Linked DNA regions of Hordeum vulgare: region 1 is linked to region 2. The links are chromatin contacts, called in public Hi-C maps. All regions are on one chromosome and are shown on one strand. Each heading gives the region's core, a stretch centred on a gene start, on an enhancer-like site or on the middle of the called end of the contact. The rest is flanking DNA. Distances are from core to core; before and after follow the strand shown. Region 1 holds the start of LOC123410464 (GEM-like protein 1). Region 2 holds the start of LOC123407463 (KAT8 regulatory NSL complex subunit 3).

Region 1 (5,618 bases), core at 2,705-5,204, 500 kb after region 2:
CATGGATCTGTGTGGGTGATTTTAATGAGGTGCTAACGCAGGGAGAAAAAGATGGAGGAGTGACTCGGCCTCAGATTTATATAGACCGGTTCAAACAGGCATTGGAGGACTGTCAGCTGCACGATCTGGGCTTTGTTGGGGACCCGTATACATGGTGCAACAACAATCATGATGCACAACAGTACATCTGAGAAAGGCTGGACCGAGCGGTGGCGACGCCCGAATGGTGCAGCCGATTCCGAGAGTATCATGTCATACATGGAGATCCTAGACACTGAGATCACCGGCCGATCATCATGCATCTCGATCATGTGTCTTTCAGGCAAAGGACAAAGAAACGAAGGGAAGGTGGAAGTTTTAAATTTGAAGCGAGTTGGATGACGGAGGACGCTTGCGGTGCTGTTATAGAGAATGCATGGCAAAGAGAAACGATAGCCAGAGGAGGTACAGTGGTACAAGCATTAAGAGGAGTGGCATGTGACTTGGAGCATTGGAGTCGCACCTCACTTGGGGATATGGAACGAAGGATCGCAAAACTAAAGAAAGAGGTAGAGGTATGCCGGCAACGCGCGATCACGTAGGATGTGGTGAATAGAGAGAGGATGCTGAGATATAAGCTTGAGCATCTCGAAGGCCAAAGGGAGATGTATTACAAATAGCGAGCACATGTAAACTGGCTTCGACAAGGAGATCGCAACACGGCGTATTTTCAGAGATTTGCATCGGCCAGAAGAAAGAAAAACAGAATAAAAAGGTTAAGAAAAGATGATGGCGGCATTGTGGAGGAGGAGGGGGAGAAGGAGGTGGTGATCATGGAGTACTTTGGGAAACTATTTACCTCGACGACTAGCACCAGAATGGAGGAACTACTCCTACATGTGAGACCAAGAATTACGCCGGCAATGAATGAAATGTTGACAAAAGATTATACTGCTGAGGAAGTTCAGGTTGCGCTCCAGAGTATCGGCGATCTTAAGGCTCCGGGATTAGATGGTATGCCGGCGGTCTTTTACAAGAGGTACTGGGAGACGATAGGCGATAAGGTGCTCGAGGAGGTTCCTTGCGTACTGCATGGGGGAGAGATGTCTGAATCGTGGAATGATACCTGTGTGGTGTTGATCCCCAAAGTTTCAAACCCGGAAAGGATGAAGGACTTACGCCCTATCAATTTATGCAACGTGATCTATAAATTAATCTCTAAGGTAATAGTAAACAGGCTAAAGCAGATCCTGCCAAAGGTAATTGCTCCAAATCAGAGTGCCTTTATACCGGGACACTTGATCACAGATAACATATTGCTTGCCTATGAAGTCACCCGTTTTATGCAGAATAAAAGATCGGGGGAAGTGGGGTATGCGGTCCTCAAACTTGATATGAGCAAGGCATATGATAGAGTTGAATGGAAATTTCTGCAGGCGATGATGGACAAGATGGGTTTTGAGGAGTCCTGGATCAAGCTGATTATGAAGTGTTGCACCACGGTACAATACAGATTCAGGTTTAATGATACTATCACGGAGAACATAGTTCCGGGGAGAGGACTGCGCCAAGGAGACCCAATATCACCATATCTGTTTTTGTTCTGTGCGGAAGCTTTTTCATCCCTACTAAACAGTGCCCAACAAGAAGGGATAATGGAGGGAGTTAAAATATGCCGAAATGCTCCGAGTTTTAATCACCTATAGTTTGTAGATGACTCGTTGATTCTTTTGAAAGCTACAGAAGATGCTATACTTCATTTGCAAAATATCCTGAAATTGTATGAAGAATGCTCGGGGCAAACAATAAGTATTGACAAATCTGCCATCATGTTCAGTAAGAATACAAGAAGGGATATCCGTAGGAAACTACTGGATCATTTGGGTTTAACCAGAGAGACTTGGAACGAGAGATATTTGGGGCTGCCTGTTTTTGTTGGTCAATAAAAAACCAAAGCTTTTGCATACCTAAAAGACAGAATGTGGCAATGTATTCAGGGATGGCTGGAAAAGTTATTGACAAAAGCTGGGAAGGAGATCCTAATAAAAGCTTGTGCCCAAGCCATTCCAGTCTTTGCAATGTCGGTTTTTGATCTTACAAAGGGTTTATGCAAGCAGATGACGGCTATGATCTGCAGGTTCTTTTGGGCGCAATAGGAGGATGACCAGAAGATCCATTGGCTATCTGCGGAGAAACTAACAAGATCCAAACATGAAGGAGGGTTGGGTTTCAAAGACTTGCACACTTTCAACCTAGCTATGCTAGCAAAGCAGGCTTGGTGCCTTTTGGACAGTCCAGAGTCGTTCTGTGCACGTGTCTTAAAAGCTAGATACTATCCACACACAGACATCCTCAACGCCGAAGCTAGGGACGGGATATCATATGCATGGCGTAGCATATTGCAAGGTGTGGCGGTGCTTAAGCAGAGGATTATCAAACGAGTGGGCGACGATACCACAGTCAAAATTTGGGAGGACCCATGGATTCCCCGCAACTGGGACAGGCGGCCTTTCACCCCAAGGGGACACACTATCATATCGACAGGAGCGGAGTTGATGGACCCGTATACGGCGTCGTGGGACAAACAACTTGTGTCGTCTATCTTCTGGGCCCTTGACGCGCAACTTATCATGACGATCCCCATCAAGGAGGAGCTGCAGGACTGCTGGGCTTGGCACCCAGACCACCGCGGTGTTTTCTCGGTAAATCTGCATACAAATTCTGCAAAAAAATGCAAGATGTGGCTGCAGGAGAGATATGAGGTATTGCCGAAAGAGTAGAGGTTTTCAACTGGACAGCGATATGGCGATCACCGTGCCCTATGAAAATCCAACAATTCATGTGGAGGATAGCTACTAATAGCCTACCGGTGCAAAAAATCTACAAAGAAGAGGCATTGAGGTAGATACCTTATGCCCAGTCTGCCAGCGAAGGGACGAAGATGGGAGCCACTTGTTCTTCCAGTACAAAGGAGTGAAACAACTTTGGCGCATCCTTGGCTTAGAACAGGTGTGGCGGGTATGTATGATTTCACATGAGCCAAAGGAAGTAATGCGGGTGTTGCTCTCCGGACCCCTTTAACAAACGACTGTTATTATTTCTTTGCTGTGGAACTGGTAGAATGCGCGGAACAAATATAGAGTGAAGAAGACACAAATCAATGTCGAAACACTAGTATGGCAGATAAAACGAACAACAGATGAGTACAGAGAGTTCTTTGGCGGGGTGAAACAAGCACAGGGGAATCTTCTTAAAGGATGGACAAAACCAGCAGCCGACATACTCAAAATAAATATTGATGGCAGTTTCCACAAAGAAAGTTTGACAGGTGGTTGGGGGTACATCATCCGGGATCATGAGGGGGATGTCGTGGTTGTTGCTGCGGGACGGCTAGATCATGTCAATGATGCATTACAAGCTGAAGCTGAAGCTTGCATCCAAGCTATACACAAGGCACAAGAGTTGGGCATTGGCAATGTGGTGGTGGAAACAGATGCTACTCTGCTGGTCTCGGCAATCAAGACATCTAGTTATGACCTCGCTCCAAACGGTGCTTTGTTTAAAGAGATCAAAGTTTTTTCTTCCCTAAATTTTATTTCTTTCGACTTTGTTCATTGCCCACGGGCTTGTTATAAGGTTGCAGACGTTCTTGCGCTGCATGGATCGAAGATGGTGCTTGCACCCCAAGCCGTATGGCCGGGTCTTGCTCCTACCTTTGCCAAGGTCTCGTTGCCGGCGATTCTGCTTGGCACGGTGATTAATGGAATGAAATATTTCCAGTTCAAAAAAAAAATAAAAAAAAATAAGGGTTTGCCAAAAGAAAAAGAAAAAAGGTCTCAGAGTTGTGCACCATTGTGTTCGTGAGAGGACGAGCCGAAGGAAAGCAACCCAGCCGCGTAGTCGCCCGTTGCAGCGGCACGGCACGGCACAACATCGCGGCGGAGTCGCGTGCGTCCTGCCACTTCCCCACAAGGGAAACACAGGACGGGTTTGACCCCCGCAGCACTACTGCCCAACCCCCCCACACATCGAAGGCTCGCACCCCAGACGCGCAACGCATTTCCTCCCTCTCCTCTCCCCCTTCGCCAGCGAGAAGAAGCCCGAGAGAACCCTCCAGATGCAGCCGGCCGCCGCCGAGATGCAGCCGCCCGTCGGCTCCCCGACCGCCGCTCCCCAATCCGAGGCCCAGCACCCGCTGTCTGCGCCCGATCCCTCCTCTCCCCACGCGCCAGCACCGGCGCCGGCCCCGGCCCCCGAGGCGGCGGCCGATCCGCCCTCTTCCGCGCCGGCCCTGGCGCCGGTGCAGCTGCAGCCGCAGCAGCAGCCCAAGACCGTCACGTGGAGCGAGAAGCTCACGTCCGAGTCGCCCACCCACGTGCCGGCCGCCGCCGCCGCGGAGGCCAGCCAGTACGTCTCCCGCGGCCCCGCCGCCTCCTCCTCCAAGGGTAAAAACGACCCGCTGATCCGGCCTCCGCCACGCCCTCCTTACGAGGATACCGTTGGTCCTGATCCCGTTTTGCTGTCGGTGTGCCGCAGGCGCGGTGGAGGCGATGAAGGACACGCTCTCCAGGTGGGGGAAGTCCATGGGGGAGACCACCAAGATGGTCGAGAGCCTCAGCCGCGACACGTGGCAGCACTGTGAGATCTCAGCGCCCTAACCCCCCTACGTTTCCTAGGGGAATAATACTTTGCTCTTCGTTTGTCTGTGAGATTCATTTCTTCAAGGGGCGGGGTTGGGTGCCATGGCCCAAGGTTCTAGGCTTTTAGCTTTTTAAGGATGGAAGAAATGATGACTACTACCGAATAAAGTTGTAAAGTAAAACCTCAGGAGATTCCTTGATGTAGTTGTGGGGATTGGAATAGCTGGTGGAGAAGGATGAGTATCTTTGTCCTGAGAAAACACAGTACCTGAACATCGGGTGTGGATTTCCATGCCTATTTTGGCACTGATGTTAAGTTTACCAGCACTTTAAACTTCAAACTTGTGAGCAGTTTCCCCAAAGCTTATGATTCTGCCAACAACCTTAATCAGAGTTCTCAGATAGTTCAGTATTTATTTCATAGTTAATAATCTAATATCCATAGTAAATTTCCAGTATATAGCGTACTTAATCATTTATGAGAAGCAATTTTTGCGTGTTTCTTCTGTTTATCCAATTCACCTCATGTGTCTGAACTTTGTGATGTTTCTACTGATGGAATAATCGCAGCTTCATTGAGTATAAGAAATTAAAACGACGAGTTCATCAATGCAAATCAGAATATGCATATAGGCTGTCCTTCCTGGCAATTAGCACAAATTCCTCAGGAAGAATGGAAACCAGCATATGCATATATAGGAGAAACATGCCATATTGACACTAGATTTGCTCTCACCTTTTAGGTGCCAACCTTCTCTTAGGGGCTTAGGATTAAACATCTAGCTTTGTAGAACTGGCAATATATTTTGTACCAGAAGACTTATAAGGGAGAAAGTGTTCTTCATCTTCTGAATAATTCAATAACCATACTAAATTTCCAGTATGTAGTATTCTTAGTGATCCATGCAGACGAGAACTAGTGATTGGATGTTTCTTCTATCTATCCAGTTTATGAAGAGCAGTGCTAATGCATTATAGATTTAACTACTCGCTTCACCT
Region 2 (5,218 bases), core at 217-2,716:
TGGAACATGAAAACAATTCATATTCTTGTTGGAATTGAACCGTTTGCTATAAATTTCCTATCAGATTATGTGTTCCAAACAACCCCTAAAACATTCACTTCAGATATTCAGAAAACAAAGATAGAAACTATTTTTCTTCAGTACCTGCACAAACATTGTTGGAACGATCAGCTTTAGTAGTATCTCGTCCCTCATTACCCCTTTCGCTCCCTGTTGAAGAAAGCAATGATGCAAAACAAAAGGAACAATTTCTTTAGTTTGTGATTCTATCTCAGAAAGTGAATTGTCTGTATACAGAATGACAGTGAATTGTCATATAAAATATCACTGCATAGTTGTAACAAAAAATGAGAAACAATAGCATGCACATCTGTATACAACAACCATTTTTGTGCACACATAGTTGTATTCTACAACAATTAAATTGTGATGCAGATCCAAATCCATTTCGGTGTGTATTGTAGTATTGAGCTTTGAAGAACACAGGCACAACAATTAAATAAGGAGACAGACCAGGAAGCAATCCAAATACTAAGTGCACACTGCAAAATGGGGATACCTTCAATGGATAGCCCAAGCATATGACCGCAGAAGCACAGATACCATCGGAGCTAGCTACCATGCAGCTGACCCTGAGAATGTTGAAGCATCACAAAAGTGTACTCAGAAGTCAGATCATATGACAAACCAAAAAGATGCACAAGCAACAACATTATCACACCACTAAATGTTACCTCGAACCCATAGACTTCCCCATAAGAACAAGCGGGTGACCAGGATGCTCTGCCACAGCATTCTTCACCACACTGAGATGATGGTCGACAAGCTTGTCTGCCTTCGGGGGAGGCCTCCGTTTACCACCGGACATATCTGCGGTGTTGTTGTTTGATTAATTCATCAACCATTAAGTGAACATGGGTCAAGCATTAAGAACTGGACCTTCAGATAAAAAAGAAACAATTAGCAGTAGGGGGAATTGAATAAACTCACATGGATAGTCGAATGTTACTACTTCAATGGCATCCAGGGCATCTTTCACCATCTCCTTCCAGCTAGAAGAACCAATTGTCAGTTCTTAAACATTACTATCCAGATACCAAGCACAGATAGATGTGTACACAAACTGGAATCCTCATTCAACTGATTTTATGAAGGTAGAGCTTTCATCACGCAAATGAGAACATTCTACCGAAGAGGGGGCATACTGGCTGCAGACCCGTCAAGCGCGTGAAGAAGAAGCAGAGAAAGAGAGCTCACTGGGTCATCCAATCAGAGGAGGAGGGGGCACCGGCGCCGTGGGCGAAGACGACCACCGGTTGCCGGTGAGTAAGTTTAGTCCGAAGGGGCGGAGGCGGTGACGGCGCCGTCGTGCGCTGATCCGCGCGGCGGCGCTTGCGAGCCATGGAGGGAGGTTGGCGGAAACCTAGTACTGTAGTTTGGGCTTTTTACCGTGGACTGGGGTTGGGGAAAAGAAGCAGACGGAGGGCATTTCCAATTTTACGCGCGCATTACGGCAAGCAAACTCCCGCCGAAACGCACAGGGCAGGAGGGGGCAAGCAACTTAAACTGGGCCGGCACCATTAGCTGTCCAATTTTCCTGTTTTTGGGGACCCAGTTATATTCGTTCTTTTCCTGTTGTTTCTTCATAGCGAAAGTATTCCTTTTCCAGTTCCTTTCTTCATAGGGCCTTCATCACGCGACGCGTGTCCCTCGTACTGCTACATCCTTCTTATCTCCTTCTCAATCAGCTCCTGCAGCATGCCATGGCCACCACCATCTCAAGCTCCCGCAACGCCACTGCTCATACGAGCCAGCAGGTCGCCGCCATATGCCCACGCGCACCCGTGCTCGCCACAGGCTGGGCCTCCCCTCCGCCGCCGGCCTGCTGCGTCCCCTCCGGCGCGTGAGGAAGGGGAGGCCATGGATTTCCTGCACGGGCGGAGCGTCGGGAGGCTGCGGCCGCCGAGGAGGAGAACACCTTGGGCGAGCTGGGGCATGGCTGCGGCCGCGCTGCCCTGCCGCCAGTGTGGCGGGCGGGCGGGGGCCGGGGCGCGTGCTGCGGCCGGTTTGTGGGGCAGCGACGGCGTCAGATCAGAGAAGGGAGAGACGACAAAATTTCCGCAACTTGACATTTGTTGCAAAAATTCCTGAAACTCGACAGTTGTTACAGAAAATTCTTCCGTAAAAATACCTATGTTACAGAAAGACGAAGAAGAAAAAAATCTGCAAGAAGCAAATTGTTTCTGAAACTCGACCGTTGTTTCAGGAATTAACGGATCCAAAATTTATTTCTTGCAACAAAGCGAAAGTTTCCGCAACTCGAGCGTCGTTTCAGGAAATAACTACTGATCATGCGGCGGGATGCGGGGCGTTAGATCGGGATTTGACAGCTAGCTAGGTGACGGGTAATTTTTAAAAATCATCCGGCGGCGGACGCGTAGCGTTCCCCGCGGTTTTATCTTGTTTACTCGTTTACGTCTTTTTCTTTCCAAGTTTTGTTTCTATTATTTAAAAAAAAATCACGTTTTTTATAAACATCTTTCATTTTTTGCATTAAAAACTTTGGAATTTCAGAAAATGTTTGCATTTTTTAAAAATGTTCATGAATGTATAATTGTACTCGTGTTTTAGAAAAATGTTTCGTATTAAACAAATTATCGTGTTTTGAAAGTATATTCACAGATTCTAAATGACATTGGTGTATTTAATTCCTTTTCTAAAGTTTAAAAAATGTTGGGAGTCAGAAAAACTGTTCACGGATTCAAAAATTTAAAAACATTCTCATCATTTAAATAAGTGTTCCTGTTTTTTTGTTAAAATGATTAAAAATCCAAAAATGTTTCGAATTTAAAAAATGTTCGCATTATCAAACAATGTTATGAAATATTCGCAAAGTATGCCGTGCGCTAAAAAATTTATATATTTACTTTTGTATTTTTAAATCAACTGAGAAAAATATTAGGATAAAAATCGCTATAGCTTCGGGCCATCAGAATTCGTCTGCTATTATTTCTCGCGAATGAGCCACCCGATAGAAGGGGCGCTTGTGCGATTCAGCGACAAGCTGACGCACATAGCATCCTATAGGGTGTGTGCAGCTTTTCTTGGATCGCCCACCGACATTTTATTTGTTCGGGCGTTATTCTATCTTCGTCTTTTTATTTTATTTTTTTTGGCCTTGTAAGATATAGGAGTATTTATTTTCCACTGGTTTTTCTCGTGCTTAATTTTTTCAATAGTTATTTTGAACATGCGGGGTTCACTTCGTCAAATTTATTATGGATTTCAGATTGATCCACTAACATCTGTTCGATTTACGAATAAGAATCCTCTATCGTGCACCATGCATTAGTGCATTTCAAATGAGTTTTAAATCACATTGTATTAAATTATGACATGCACAACTTTGTATGCAGAGTTTTCTTTATGTAGAAATTTCTCGCGCAGTTTAAATCGGAAGGATCAAAATAGTATTCTACACAATATGAAAATACATATCCAATTTCACGGACACGCCATGTCCATTATCAATTGTGTGGATAAATAAATAAAAAAGATCAATTGTGCAAATACTGAAGCAGGCCCTCCTTGGTCCTTGCGTTTTTTCCATGCTAGTTCTTTTTACGTTAACCCGCTTTTGAAACTAGACAAGTAAGTTTTGGAGAAAAAAATCCCCAAAAAGGGGATACCACTCAGCCTCTACATGGAATGAGCTCCGAACCTCCAAACACTATCGGCCCGAACTAGGGTTCAATGAATGGAGAAATTTATATTTTCTTTTTTCATGAAAAAAGGGGCAGGGAGTAAGATCAAATGCCCATAGGGCACCCTCACTTCACCTTTTTATTTTGCATCTATTATTAAAGTGGGAGGGAAGGAGTATATTAAAAAAATTCACTACCATAACAATGTGACTTGTACAGAGAGACGGTCTGCTTGGAGTTCCGGTTGTCTTCCTTCTCCGCTGTGGCGTCGTCATCATATTGATCATCCCTGCACGTGGACATCTAATAGTACCTCCACATCATAATATAAAACGTTTTTACAATTTAAATTAAACTAAAAATGTCTTATATTGCGGCACGGAGGGAGTATATCTATTGCTTTGCATACAGAAATAGCTTTTGCACGTATGCATGCCGTGAGGAACTCTTCCCGCTTTTCTTACACTTTCATCGAAAGAAATTTCATTTCCAATCGAATGGAAAGTCTACGACGGTGACACACTTGATAAATCCATCGGTCTGTCCTACTCCCTCTGTTCTTTCACAAGGTGTATTTATTTTTTCATAAAAATTCATAATGTAAGGTGTATTTTTTTCTAATTTCTCATAATTTCATCGTAAGCTTTTAAAAAAGCAAATATCTCTCCCTTAATTGCATGCATATGTTCTTGTACGGAAATAATATCTCCGTACTGATTGCATATATCTTTTACTTTTCAAGCCAAAATAGTTTAGTTGCTACGAATCAATGATTTAGCCAAGATTAATTTTATCATAACATGTGTATAATTATATGCGTTAGTGACGAAAATAATACACCTTAAGTACTTTATTGGAATTGAGGGGGTACTACTTAAGTCCGTTTATTCGCTAGTAGATCGATGTGTGGTCGTGTGGACACTGTTTCATTAAGCTATAGCTTGGTGTCGCGACACGACGCTCCTGTCTTAGCTTGGCATCTCCCCTAACAAATGAACTCGATCGATCGGCTCCTTGGCTCCTTGCACGTCGGTCAATCCCAACACCGCAAGCTACCAAGCTAGGAGATGGATAGAATTAGCGGCTCTTCTGATCCAGCCGATCGACAGGAGAAAATTATGATTTTGTTGGCGGAATGCTGTGGTTTCTTTCATCTGAAAAATGCAGTGGTTTCACTGTTGTGCATGTACGGTCCGGTTGAATTGAATGATTGGTGCCAAACAAAGAGCGCAAGAGAGAGATAACGTATTTTGATCCGAGGATAACGTTGGATACGGAAGGGCTCCGCACTTGGACAGGAGCTGCAGCGAAACAATGCATGCACATGATGATATGCCGAGATATGCGTCTCGTTCATGGCCGGTCGGATCGGAAGATGAAGTTGAGTTGGCATATGATGTCCATCTCACTAAACTTGCTAATTGACAGGGAATGACAATGATACGTCGCTAGCTCGAACGGGGAATCGGGGAGCTTAAATCATCCACAACCGGACCTCTCAAATAACCTCGCAT

Evidence for each region. Hi-C and Micro-C count contacts between places; a contact is called where the count stands out from the background.
Region 1: a Hi-C map of seedling shows a contact between it and region 2, with 3 times the contacts expected there. The contact joins the promoter of LOC123410464 here to the promoter of LOC123407463 in region 2. A contact is called at or near these places in 2 of 6 Hi-C or Micro-C datasets (leaf and seedling).

Annotation. Positions count from the first base shown.
Region 1 is chr7H:81,905,517-81,911,134 of MorexV3_pseudomolecules_assembly, forward strand. It overlaps LOC123410464 (GEM-like protein 1), which reads left to right and starts at 3,955. Exons shown (of 4, transcript XM_045103412.1): 1 at 3,955-4,424; 2 at 4,516-4,617. The coding sequence starts at 4,097.
Region 2 is chr7H:81,407,374-81,412,591 of MorexV3_pseudomolecules_assembly, forward strand. It overlaps LOC123407463 (KAT8 regulatory NSL complex subunit 3), which reads right to left and starts at 1,467. Exons shown (of 6, transcript XM_045100596.1): 1 at 1,258-1,467; 2 at 991-1,052; 3 at 735-870; 4 at 560-632; 5 at 145-210. The coding sequence starts at 1,403.